2 separate regions of the Mus musculus genome follow, and region 1 is linked to region 2. Evidence: chromatin contacts called from public HiChIP or PLAC-seq data. All regions are on one chromosome and are shown on one strand. Each heading gives the region's core, a stretch centred on a gene start, on an enhancer-like site or on the middle of the called end of the contact. The rest is flanking DNA. Distances are from core to core; before and after follow the strand shown. Region 1 holds the start of Tbc1d25 (TBC1 domain family, member 25). Region 2 overlaps Ftsj1 (FtsJ RNA methyltransferase homolog 1 (E. coli)).

What was found. HiChIP or PLAC-seq counts read pairs in DNA pulled down with a chosen protein or histone mark.
Region 1: a contact with region 2 is called in an H3K27ac HiChIP or PLAC-seq map of embryonic stem cells, with 7 read pairs. The contact joins the promoter of Tbc1d25 here to the enhancer-like site in region 2. A contact is called at or near these places in 10 of 39 promoter capture datasets (the HPC-7 cell line, HPC-7-derived erythroid cells, embryonic stem cells and 4 more), 1 of 15 datasets of contacts at CTCF or cohesin (pro-B cells), 48 of 484 Hi-C or Micro-C datasets (the 4T1 cell line, the C2C12 cell line, the G1E-ER4 cell line and 30 more), 10 of 115 datasets of contacts at active chromatin or transcription factors (embryonic fibroblasts, embryonic stem cells and trophoblast stem cells) and 3 of 9 other capture datasets (adipose tissue, liver and pancreatic islet).

The regions. Positions count from the first base shown.
Region 1 is chrX:8,174,643-8,179,746 of GRCm38.p6, forward strand. It overlaps Tbc1d25 (TBC1 domain family, member 25), which reads right to left and starts at 1,282. Exons shown (of 6, transcript NM_172478.4): 1 at 1,069-1,282. The coding sequence starts at 1,191.
Region 2 is chrX:8,236,977-8,242,703 of GRCm38.p6, forward strand. Ftsj1 (FtsJ RNA methyltransferase homolog 1 (E. coli)) reads right to left here. Exons shown (of 13, transcript NM_001290430.1): 13 at 1,692-3,854. Among named protein-coding and RNA genes, the nearest start is that of Ftsj1, 13 kb to the right of the region's middle. Within about 2 kb of position 2,060, at least 53 of the 459 cell types and tissues checked have an H3K27ac peak or open chromatin away from gene starts, as enhancers often do. A contact at or near this core is called in the 4T1 cell line, the C2C12 cell line, the STO cell line and 5 more, where this site is marked.

The DNA.
Region 1 (5,104 bases), core at 32-2,531, 63 kb before region 2:
TCAAATCAGTGACTCCCCCCCACCCCCCATAGTGCAAATCTCCCTGTAACACTGTTTGTTGCTCAGATCCTTCTTCAACAGCAAACCTAGGTGCTGGAGCTAGCCCTCCCTCCACTCTGAGATGTATTTATGGCTCTACTGGTATCAAACTGTTGAGAGTTCCTTTGAGTACATGCTTTCCAGACTTCTGTGTGCTGACCTCTCTCAGAGTGAACATCCTTCCCACTTCATCTGGCTTACTAAAACCTTTGCCTTAGAGCGCTAACACCCCAAAAGTGATCTCTGGCACTCCAGTCTGAGCCACCGGTCACTGCTTGCAGGTATCACAACGGGTTCCTTCCTCAGAGTGTGTTATATGTCACAAGCTGTCCTATGTGCCCTTCTCCCTCCTGATTGTCTATTACTTTTGCCCCCAGGCTTCCTTCTCCAACAATATGGGAACCTACAGGAACATACCACACTCATCTAGGTGTTCCCTCTACCTAGAACTCTTCTCCCATCCTAAATGCATATGCTAACATTTTGTTATTATTATTATTATCCAGGTCTCTGTGACTTGAGTCCTCTTTAGGGGATTTTCCTATACAGCTTTGGGTAAAGTAACTCCCTAGAGATCCTAACCTTTCCTATCACTTTCTCCTGATATTCACCAATGTTCAAAATATCTCATTTAATTGTTTTTGTCCCCCTCCCACAAGCACGTGGGCTCAGGGGTGGGACATGGACAAAAGTGAACTCTCAATAGCTATTTGTTGACTGACTTTAGGACTATCCCTTCTGACAGCGACAGCACCTCCTTCCTTCCTCTGGACTCCAGAGGCCCCTCCGGTAACCCTACAACCCACCTCTCTACCCGTAGGCTCCACCCATCCACTCCATTGGCCCTGTCTCCTCTACAGTTCCACACCCAACGACAAGTCCCCAAAACCCACGCCTTCATTCTATCAATTCCGCTCTCCAGCCTCGCCCCCAGTCTCCAAGTCACGCCCCAAATTTCAGGTCTGATGCTCTATCCTAGGACAGTTACGGTCTTTTCGTCCACTGGGCGCCCAAGCAGGCTAGCCTCACCTTGACTCGGACCCGTACCACCTCACGCTCCTCCTCCTCAACCGCCGCGGCCGCCTGGGCACCTCCGACGGGCGGGGGCGCTGCCGAGCACGCCGAGTCCGAGGCCGCGGAGGTGGTTGCCATCCCGCCGCTGTCGTCTCTGTCCAGGTGATAACCGATAGTTACCCGTACCCTAACGTACACCCAACAGTGCGGGCGCCCGCGGCCCCACCTTGCACCAGAGCGCAGGCGCAGAGGTGCTGTAGGACCCTGCCCCTCCCACCTGGCTTGGGCTGGAGGTCGCATCTGAGCATGCGCCTAGAGTGCTCTTGCCTGGAACCCCGCCTCCCAGAGTGGAGAATTTTACTTTTTACTGCCTGTGTGTAAGTGCCTGTCCAGGTCCTGCCTGGCCCGGTCCGTGGCGCCGTTGTTTTGGCAGTTTACTTCCGGATTCATGAACCGCCGCGTTAAACGGACGAGCTTGAGAGAGACAAGAGGGAGGCAAGGAGGCCACAGCGTGCTGACATAAACGTTCCAGAACCGGCTTTGAATTGCCACGTGCCTTTGGTGACAGATGATGTCATCGGTTTCAAATACTTCCCTTCGAATTAATATCCTGAAGGGGGAAAATAGTACTCTAAAGATTTTTTTGTTTAGTTTTTTTCCTTTCTTCCTTTCTTCCTTTCTTTCTAAACAGAATCTCACTAATTTCCCAGAGATAATTTGAACTTCAGTTTTTTTTTTAACCTCAGACTTCCAAGAACTTCCAGGTGTGTGCCACCTTCTCCATGCCCACCTCCCAATCTCTTAATTTACACTTATATTCAAGGATAAAGTTTTACACACGTCTAAATCCTTGTTTATACTTCCTTAAGTAATTTACCAAAAAACAAACATTGTATGCTTTCTGAAGGTCCTACTTCTTTCCTAAACTTTTTTTCCAGGTTTTTTTGTTGTTGTTATTTTTTGTGACATTTTCATATAGTTCAGGCTAACCTTCAGACTCTGTCTCAAAAGTGCTGGACCTACATTGTCTTTGTTTTGTTTTGTTTTGTTTTGTTTTTTCGAGACAGGGTTTCTCTGTATAGCCCTGGCTGTCCTGGAACTCACTCTGTAGACCAGGCTGGCCTCGAACTCAGAAATCCACCTGCCTCTGCCTCCCAAGTGCTGGGACTAAAGGCGTGTGCCACCACTGCCCGACCCTACATTGTCTTTGTTTTACTTAATCATTACAGTTTGTTGAGGTCAGCCCTGTTATAAGCTCTATCTGGTTTATCTCATTGATAGAGCATATGTCTAGTATACAGGAGGTCCACAGCACTTCAGTCACAATAAAAATATGTGTTTGTTAAATATGAGTTAGATCGTTGAACACATCTTATGCTTTTTGTTTATTTATTTGCTTATTTGTTTGTTTTTTCAAGACAGGGTTTCTCTATGTAGCACTGGCTGTCCTGGAACTCTGAAGACCAAGTTGGCTTCAAACTCACAGATATCCTACTGTCTCTGTCTCCTGAGTGTGGGGATTAAAGGTGTGTGGCCACCCCAGCCCAGTGTCTTAAGCTCTTTGAGAAAAAAATGAGATAGGTTTTCACTATGAAGTTCTGGCTGACCTGAGACTCTCCATGTAGACTAAGCTGGCCTGGAACTCTCTTCCTCCAGACTGCTAAGATTAAAAATGGACATTACCACAGCCAGCGGGGGAGTTCAAATCTTTTTCTATATTTATTTACTTATTTATTTATTTAATGTATGTGAGTATAGTGTAGCTTCCTTCAGACACACCAGAAGACGGCATCAGATCCCATTACAGATGGTTGTGAGCCACCATGTGGTTGCTGGGAGTTGAACTCAGAATTTCTGGAAGAGCAGTCGGTGCTCTTAACCATTGAGCCATCTCTCCAGCCCTAAAATTTTTATTACATTTTATTGTATGTGTGCATGTGCCACAGCATGCATGTGACAGACAGTCAAAGGACAACTTTCAGAAGTCAGTTTTCTCCTTCCTCCAGGTCAGTACTGTGCATCCAACTCAGGTCACTAGGCAAGGCAACAAACACCTTATACCCATGGAGCCATCTCATAACCCCTGTCTGTCTATCTATCTATCTATCTATCTATCTATCTATCTATCTATCTATCTATCTATCTATCTGAGATGGTCTCAAGTAGCCCATACTGGCCTTGAACTTGCTATTTAGCTGGAGAAAACCCTGAGCTTCTTGCTCCTGAGTGGCAGGATTACAGGCTGTGCCACCATGCCTGGTTTCATGGGTTGCTAGTGTTGGAGATCAGAGCCAGGGCTTTGGGCAGGCCAGCAATGACTCTATCAGTGACTCTGATTTCTATCTCCAGTGGCTTTTCTCAGTCTGGCATATATTTTTAAAATTTTTTTGGCCTGGGTATTATACATTAAAAAATATATCTCGGGGGGCTGGTGAGATGGCTCAGTGGCACCCGACTGCTCTTCCGAAGGTTCGGAGTTCAAATCCCAGCAACCACATGGTGGCTCACAACCATCTGTAACAAGATCTGACGCCCTCTTCTGGAGTGTCTGAAGACAGCTACAGTGTACTTACATATAATAAATAAATAAATCTTTAAAAAATATATATATATCTCATTCTTTGGAAGCTATAAATAACAGGGATTTTTCTTTGAAAGCCAGCTAGGGTTATTAGTATGTCTTTCCTGTTCCACATGTACTACTTGATGTTTTCTGCTGGGAAAGAGTTGGACGGTCTGCTTCTCATATCAGTTATATTGAGTGCAATAACCAACCCATTAGCATTGACGGCATTTGTGCACCCTTTGGACAGAGTAAGATGTCTTTGTCTTGGGCATAGACACAAAGATACTGGAAGCAAGGAAATAAAAAAGGAGAGACTTGCTCTTTTTTGTTTGTTTGTTTGTTTTCCAAGACAGGGTTTCCCTGTGTAGCCTTGGCTGTCCTGGAACTCACTCTGTAGACCAGGCTGGCCTGGAACTCAGAGATCCGCCTGCCTCTGCCTCCCACGTGCTGGGATCAAAGGCGTGCACCACCACTGCCCGGCGAGAGCCTTGCTCTTATTCTGCGGAGAACATTCCCTTTCATTTGTCTGTTTATTCTTCTACTGAGCAAATACAAAGTATTCATGCTAGACAGACTTCATCTATCAACTCACTTTATCTGCATTCAAAAGTCAATGAGGTAGACATTATTAATAGTACTGTTGTACAGGTCACTCTCCATTGAGAAGTATGTCAGTATTAAAGGCTGTGGAGAGAGAAGTTCAAGGTCAGAGGGTAAAGTAGCACAGAGTAGGTAGAACAATGGACAGAGATTGAGGCTGTGCCTAGTGTGTGAGGCAGTGCAAAGTCAGCAAGTCTTTAAATAGGGCAAGGGATTGAGAGATAACATGTGAAATGAATCGATCGAGGTGAGATGATGCTGGACTTTGGTCTTAACATTTGGCCAGACATTTCATGACTGCCAGTGGTATTCCTGTTGCTGCCATCAGGCTGCCTTTTGGAATGTGTGAATTAAAACTGTTTCCTTGCTTTAAACACAAAAGACATTTCTCCAAACCTACACTGAAAGCCTCAATGAAGCCAGGATTTGAACTGAAGTCCAGCTTTACACGGACAGGGCATAAGGAAGCTCTGTGGAGGCAGTGATGAGGCCTGTGTTAGATGTGGTCCAGAGACTGGAAACGGTGATGAGGACTGGTGACCAAGTGGTGGGTAAGTTGACTGGTGGAGAATCTTGGCAGTAAATAATGGACATTGAGAAGTAAGGGAAAGGGTTAATGATGGAGCCTATGGGACAAAGAATGAGTCTGTAGGGGGGCTGTAGTTGGTTTTTAGGGATCTGTAAGTGACTGATGAGATGCTGTTACTGGTAGCATGAATAGGGGTCTGCAGATACTGTGGTACTGGCCTGTAAGGTTGATGCTGGAATATTGTGTTGTGTGAGATCAGGGAATCATGGTGTAGCTGAGTGAATTATGATAGAGTATTTGTGGGGAGAAGAATGGCAAGGCCCATGGAGTGAGAGATTTGAAGGTTCATGATGGGG
Region 2 (5,727 bases), core at 810-3,309:
CCCAGTGGCTAAGTGTCAGTCCTTTCTATGGCCTACAAGGGGCTGCAGCTATCCCACCTCCTTCTAAAATGTGGTATTTTCACTCACATTTAGTTTTGGCTAATTTCCATCCTTGTCTGCATATTGCTGCCTCCTCCTCGCTGTGCCCTTTCACCACAAGCACTCCCTGTCCTCTCTCCCCATCTTCTGTGTTACTTTCCCCACTCTCTGCCTTTCAAAGCTTTCCCCTTCTCATGGACACCTTTCCACTTCCACAGCCTTTGCCCACATTTACTCTGGCTTAGAGACACACACCTAATGCAAGCTAGGATCCACACAGGAGTGCAAAGGAGGCGGCATATTTGTCTTACTTGCCTTAGTGTTTTCCAGTGCCACCATATCTCTTGCAAATTTCATCTCTGGGGGCTGGCGAGATGGCTCAGCGATTAAGAGCACTGACTGCTCTTTGGAAGGTTCTGAGTTCAAATCCCAGCAACCACATGCTGGCTCACAACCACCCGTACTGAGATCTGATGCCCTCTTCTGGTGTGTCTGAAGACAGCTACAGTGTACTTACATATAATAAATCTTTGGGCTGGAGCGAGCAGAGGTCCTCAGTTCAATTCCCAGCAACCACAAGATGGTTCACAATCATCTGTACAGCTACAGTGTACTCATATACATAAAAATAAATAAATCTTAAAAAATTATCTCTCTTTACAGCTGAATAAAAATCTATTGTATAAATATACTACCATTTTCTTGCTATTATGAATACAGAGCAGCCCGAATATGGAGGGTGCACACCTTTAATCCCAGCACTTGGGAGACATGCAGGTGGAGCTCTGTGAGTTCGAGACCAGCCTGGTCCATAGATTGAATTCCAGGACAGCCAGGTCTGCACAGAGACTCTGTCTCAAGAAACCAAACAAAGGAAATACAAATGGCCAATAATCTTTCAGTTTGCTTGTTTTATTTTATTGAGACAGGATTTCTCTGTGTAGCATTGGCTGTCCTGAAACTTGCTCTGTAGACCAGGCTAGTCTCCAAATCACAGAGATCTGCAGGCTCCCAAGAGCTAGGCTTAACAGTGAGCCCTGCCACCACCCAGGTATTAACTCTATGTGAAGTATATAGCTGGCAAAAATTGTCTCCCACTGTATACAGAATGTCTGTTCACTCTGCTGGAGCACAGAAGCCCTTTAATTCTAAGTAATCCAATCTACCCAGTCTTTAAAGATGTATTTCACTTATATGTGTGTGTTTTTTCTGTCTGTTTTATATACTACATGTAATATCTGGTGCTCAAGGAGGTCAGAAGAAAGCATCAGACCTGGAGCTGGAGTTATGGGTGTTTTTCAGATACCTTGAGAGTGTTGGAAATTGAACCCAGGTCTTCTGCAAGAACAACAAATGCTCTTTTTTTTTTTTTTTTTTAAATTTTTATTTTTTTTATTTTATTTTTTTTAAGATTTATTTATTTATTATATGTAAGTACACTGTAGCTGTCCTCAGACACTCCAGAAGAGGGAGTCAGATCTCCTTACGGATGGTTGTGAGCCACCATGTGGTTGCTGGGATTTGAACTCCTGACCTTCAGAAGAGCAGTCGGGTGCTCTTACCCACTGAGCCATCTCACCAGCCCCAACAAATGCTCTTAAAGTGGAGCCATCTCTCCAGATTCTCAATTCTTGAGCTTTTTTTTTTTTTGTGCTATTGGGTTCCATTCAGGCATTTCTTGCTCCTCCTATAGGCCCTCTCTGATCTCATGTCGCACCACTGGTCCTCAGGTTGACTGTTCCAGCTCCATCCCTCATCTCTGCGTGCTGCTCATGGAATAGGGCAAGCACAAGGTTTCCCCTTCCTTTGCCTGGATCACTTGCCCCACCGATACAACTCCTAAGAGTCAAAGCCCAGAACAGGGACACTTGTGGAGCTCTTTCCCGGGCACTGCGGAGTTGCTGTGGCAATGGGTGTGGGCGTAGAAGCATCTGTGATTGAATGCCCTTCCTGTGGACCCTCCAGACATGCATTCCTGAGGTCAGATAGCCTGGGCTGTGGACATTCCTGTGGTCACATTGATTGGAATGAAAATCATCATCTTGGATTAAACCATTGTAGTGTGAACACCTCTAGACAGAGTGGGGTGCAGACATTCCGGGCATCACAGAGAGAGGCGTGGTCAGAGACCAAAGTGCAGGCGCACAGGAATACGAGGGTTTGTAAAGACATTGGATTAGGCCACAGAAGACGGCACCCTGTAGCTTAGGGCGTGCATGTCAGCTGCTGCCTGTCGGGCTCTAGGGAGACTAGAAAACAAGTCTCCCTCCCACACCCGCTTATACTGGTAGTGCTGGGCATACAATTCAAGGACTTGTACATGTTAGCTAAGCGTGAAGAAAAGACTGTCAACCTAAAAAACTTTGGTCTGGTAAAATCAGGCATCGCGAAACATGCCTTTAATGTGGACTTGGGAGGTACGGATGGGAGGGAGAATCTCTGTTTCTTTGTTTTTTTTTTTTTGTTTTTTTTTTGTTTTGTTTTTTTGTTTTTTGAGACAGGGTTTCTCTGTGTAGCCCTGGCTGTCCTGGAACTCACTTTGTAGACCAGGCTGGCCTCAAACTCAGAAATCTGCCTGCCGAGTACTGGGATTAAAGGCGTGCGCCACCACGCTCAGCTTGGATCTGTATTTCAATGTCATTCTTGGGTATACAGTGAGTTTGAGGCCAGCCTTGGCTACATGAGACCCTTTCTCAACAAAATAAAGCAAAACTAGAGCAAAAATTGTTTGAGAAATCCTTTGGAAATCTGGGATTATAGTACTACTACATTTGGCTTCACCTTTTGTTTTGCTTTGTTTTGTTTTTGAAAAGGGCCTAGCTATACTGTCCACATTGGCCTTGCAGTTCTAGGCTTGAGGGTTTTCATTTTAGGCACCCAAGTAGCTAGGACTATAGGTGGTGGTAGTACTACATCCAACTATCAGGCTTTGTGTGTGTGCTAGTGAAATTGGAACCCAGGGCCTTATGCATACGAGGCAAGGACCTACCTACCGCATCCGCATCCTCAGCCCATCACAGGACGTCTTTGAAGGCACACCTGCATATGCACACAAACACGTCTGAATGATGAGGAAAGCAGACTATGCTGAAATACAGTTATCACCTTACATTTGAATAAAACTGGAAGACAGTAGCTAGGTTTGGTGGCACAGGCCTGTAATCTCAGCACTCAGGGAACTGACACAGGAGGATTTTGAGTTTTAAGGGCGGTGTAGCCTATATGGGAGGATGTCTTACAAATACCTGCCCAGCCAATCACCCAATTGGGATGCGGTAATAGATGAGATGTCTAATTATAGGATTAATTTATAAAATCAACTATCATTCAAAGTGGTGAGAAATATGAGCAGTATTTCAGATGTCTGTGAACTGTCATATAAAAAAGTAAGCAACGTGCATATGTAGGGTTTTTCCTGTTTTGATTTATTGCCAATATTTGTTAACTGGGACTAAAGCTGAACTTCCGTCATAGTGACAACATTCACGCTTTCCTCCATCATGTTTGGTGGAGGTTGCTGACGTTTGACCATAGGAAGAACCAGTGCTTTGGGGGAATTCCTGGGCCTTCTAGGACATTCCAGGAGAGGTTTGGAGAAGAGGAATGTGCTCACAGTCTCAACAAATCCTTCCTGCAGTTCTGAGGACTTCTTCACCATTTCTTTGTCATGATGGAGGTGTTATAGATTCTCACTCTAGGTCGGTCTGTTCAGTCCCCATAGATGACATCTGCAAACAAACTCATCAAGCCAGCTTCTAGTTGTCTTGGCAGGCAGCAGCTTTTGGGCTGTATTAGTTTGATTTTTCCTGCAAACTCTAACATAAAGGGAAATGTATATATATATTTAAAAAAACCCACACGTGTCAAAGGTTAACTACAAGTAGTACTTCATTCTCATTGCTGTGTAGCTCCTCACTGTGACCAGGCAAGGACTGAACAGGAGGGCCATAGGCATTCAGGAACTAATTTGTTGGGCTGGAGAGGTGGCTCAGCGGTTAAGAGCACTGACTGCTCTTCCAGAGGTCCTGAGTTCAATTCTCAGCAACGACATGGTGGCTCACAACCACCTGTAATGGGGTCTGATTCTTCTGATGTGTCTGAAGAGAGCTACAGTGTACTCATGTACATAAAATAAATAAATAATATAAAAAGGGGAAAACCCCTCAATTTTAAAAGAACTAATTTGTCTAAAAATTTTCTTTTACAGTTATTTATTTTGTATACGTGTGCAAGTGCCGACAACAATGCTGGGGAGTCAGTTCTCCTTCTACTGTATGGGTTACAAGGATTAAACTGGTTGGCCATTGGGCTTGGCAGGGAGTCTTTTCCTTCTACTTCATCTCTGGATCCTTCCCCGGGCAAGCCCCATCACTGACATACAGCCCACCCGCTTTGGAGTTTGGTTTGTTTTTGTTTTGCTTAAGACGGGGTCTTACTATGTAGCCTAGGCTGGACTGTCGCTTATGTACTAGGGTCAAAGGCCTGTGTCACCACACCTGGCCTGCTTCAGTTTAAAAAAAAAGATTTTATTTATGTTCATTTTATGTGTATGACTGTCTTGCCTCCATACATGTATGTAAATGCATTTCATGTGTGCTTGGTAAATATGGAGGGCAGAAGAAAGCACCTGATATCCTGGAATCAGAATTACAGACAGTTGTGAGCTGCCATGTGGTGCTGGGCACTGCACCCTGATTGTCTGAATGGGCAGCAAGTGATCTTAACCACTGAGCTGTCTTTCTAATTAAGTTTTTTTTGTTTTTGAGATTACTTGTTTAATTATTTTATGTGCATGGGTGTTTTGCCTTGCATATCTGTGTACCATGTTGTGCCTGGTGCATTAGGTAGGTGTGAGCCCCTGGGTTTCATTCTGTAGCCCTGGTTGTCCTGAATTTACTATATAGACCAGGCTGGCCTTGAACTCAGAGATCCGCCTGCCTCTGCCACCTGGGTGCTGGGATCAAAGGTGTGTACCGCCATCCCTGGTCGGTGTCTCAATTTTTTGTTGGTTTTTATTTTTTAGTAGATTTATTTATTTATTTTTATATGAGTACACTGTAGCTGTCTTCAGACACACTAGAAGAGGGAATTGGATCCCATTACAGATGGTACTGAGCCACCATGTGGTTGCTGGGAATTGGACTCAGGACCTCTGGAAGAACAGTCAGTGCTCTCAACTGCTGAGCCATCTCTCCAGCTCATGTTTCAAATTTTTAAGGTGCCCTTTATACCAGAAGACTTAAATGTGGGTAACTTGCTAAGCCATGGTCAGAAAAGGATGTCTCCTAATGGCTAGACTAAGTCCACCCTACTACAGAGCAGCTGGCTTCTTCTATTTCAGGTAGTTTTAACCTTGAATTCTGCTGTGCCCTTTTCCCTGCAATGTTCTTCCCCTAGATAAACCCACAAGTCCCCACACCTCAATCCCCTCCATGGTTTCTTTACCTCAGAAAGGTCTTTTAGAAAACATGCTTGCTGGGCAGTGGTGGCACACGCCTTTAATCCCAGCACTTGGGAGGCAGAGACAGGCGGATTTCTGAGTTCGAGGCCAGCCTGGTCTACAAAGTGAGGTCCAGGACAGCCAGGGCTATACAGAGAAACCGTGTCTCGAAAAAACAAAAAAAAAAGAAAACATGCTTTTATTTTTTATTTCCTTTTCTCACAGGATCTCTACATAGCCCTGGCTGT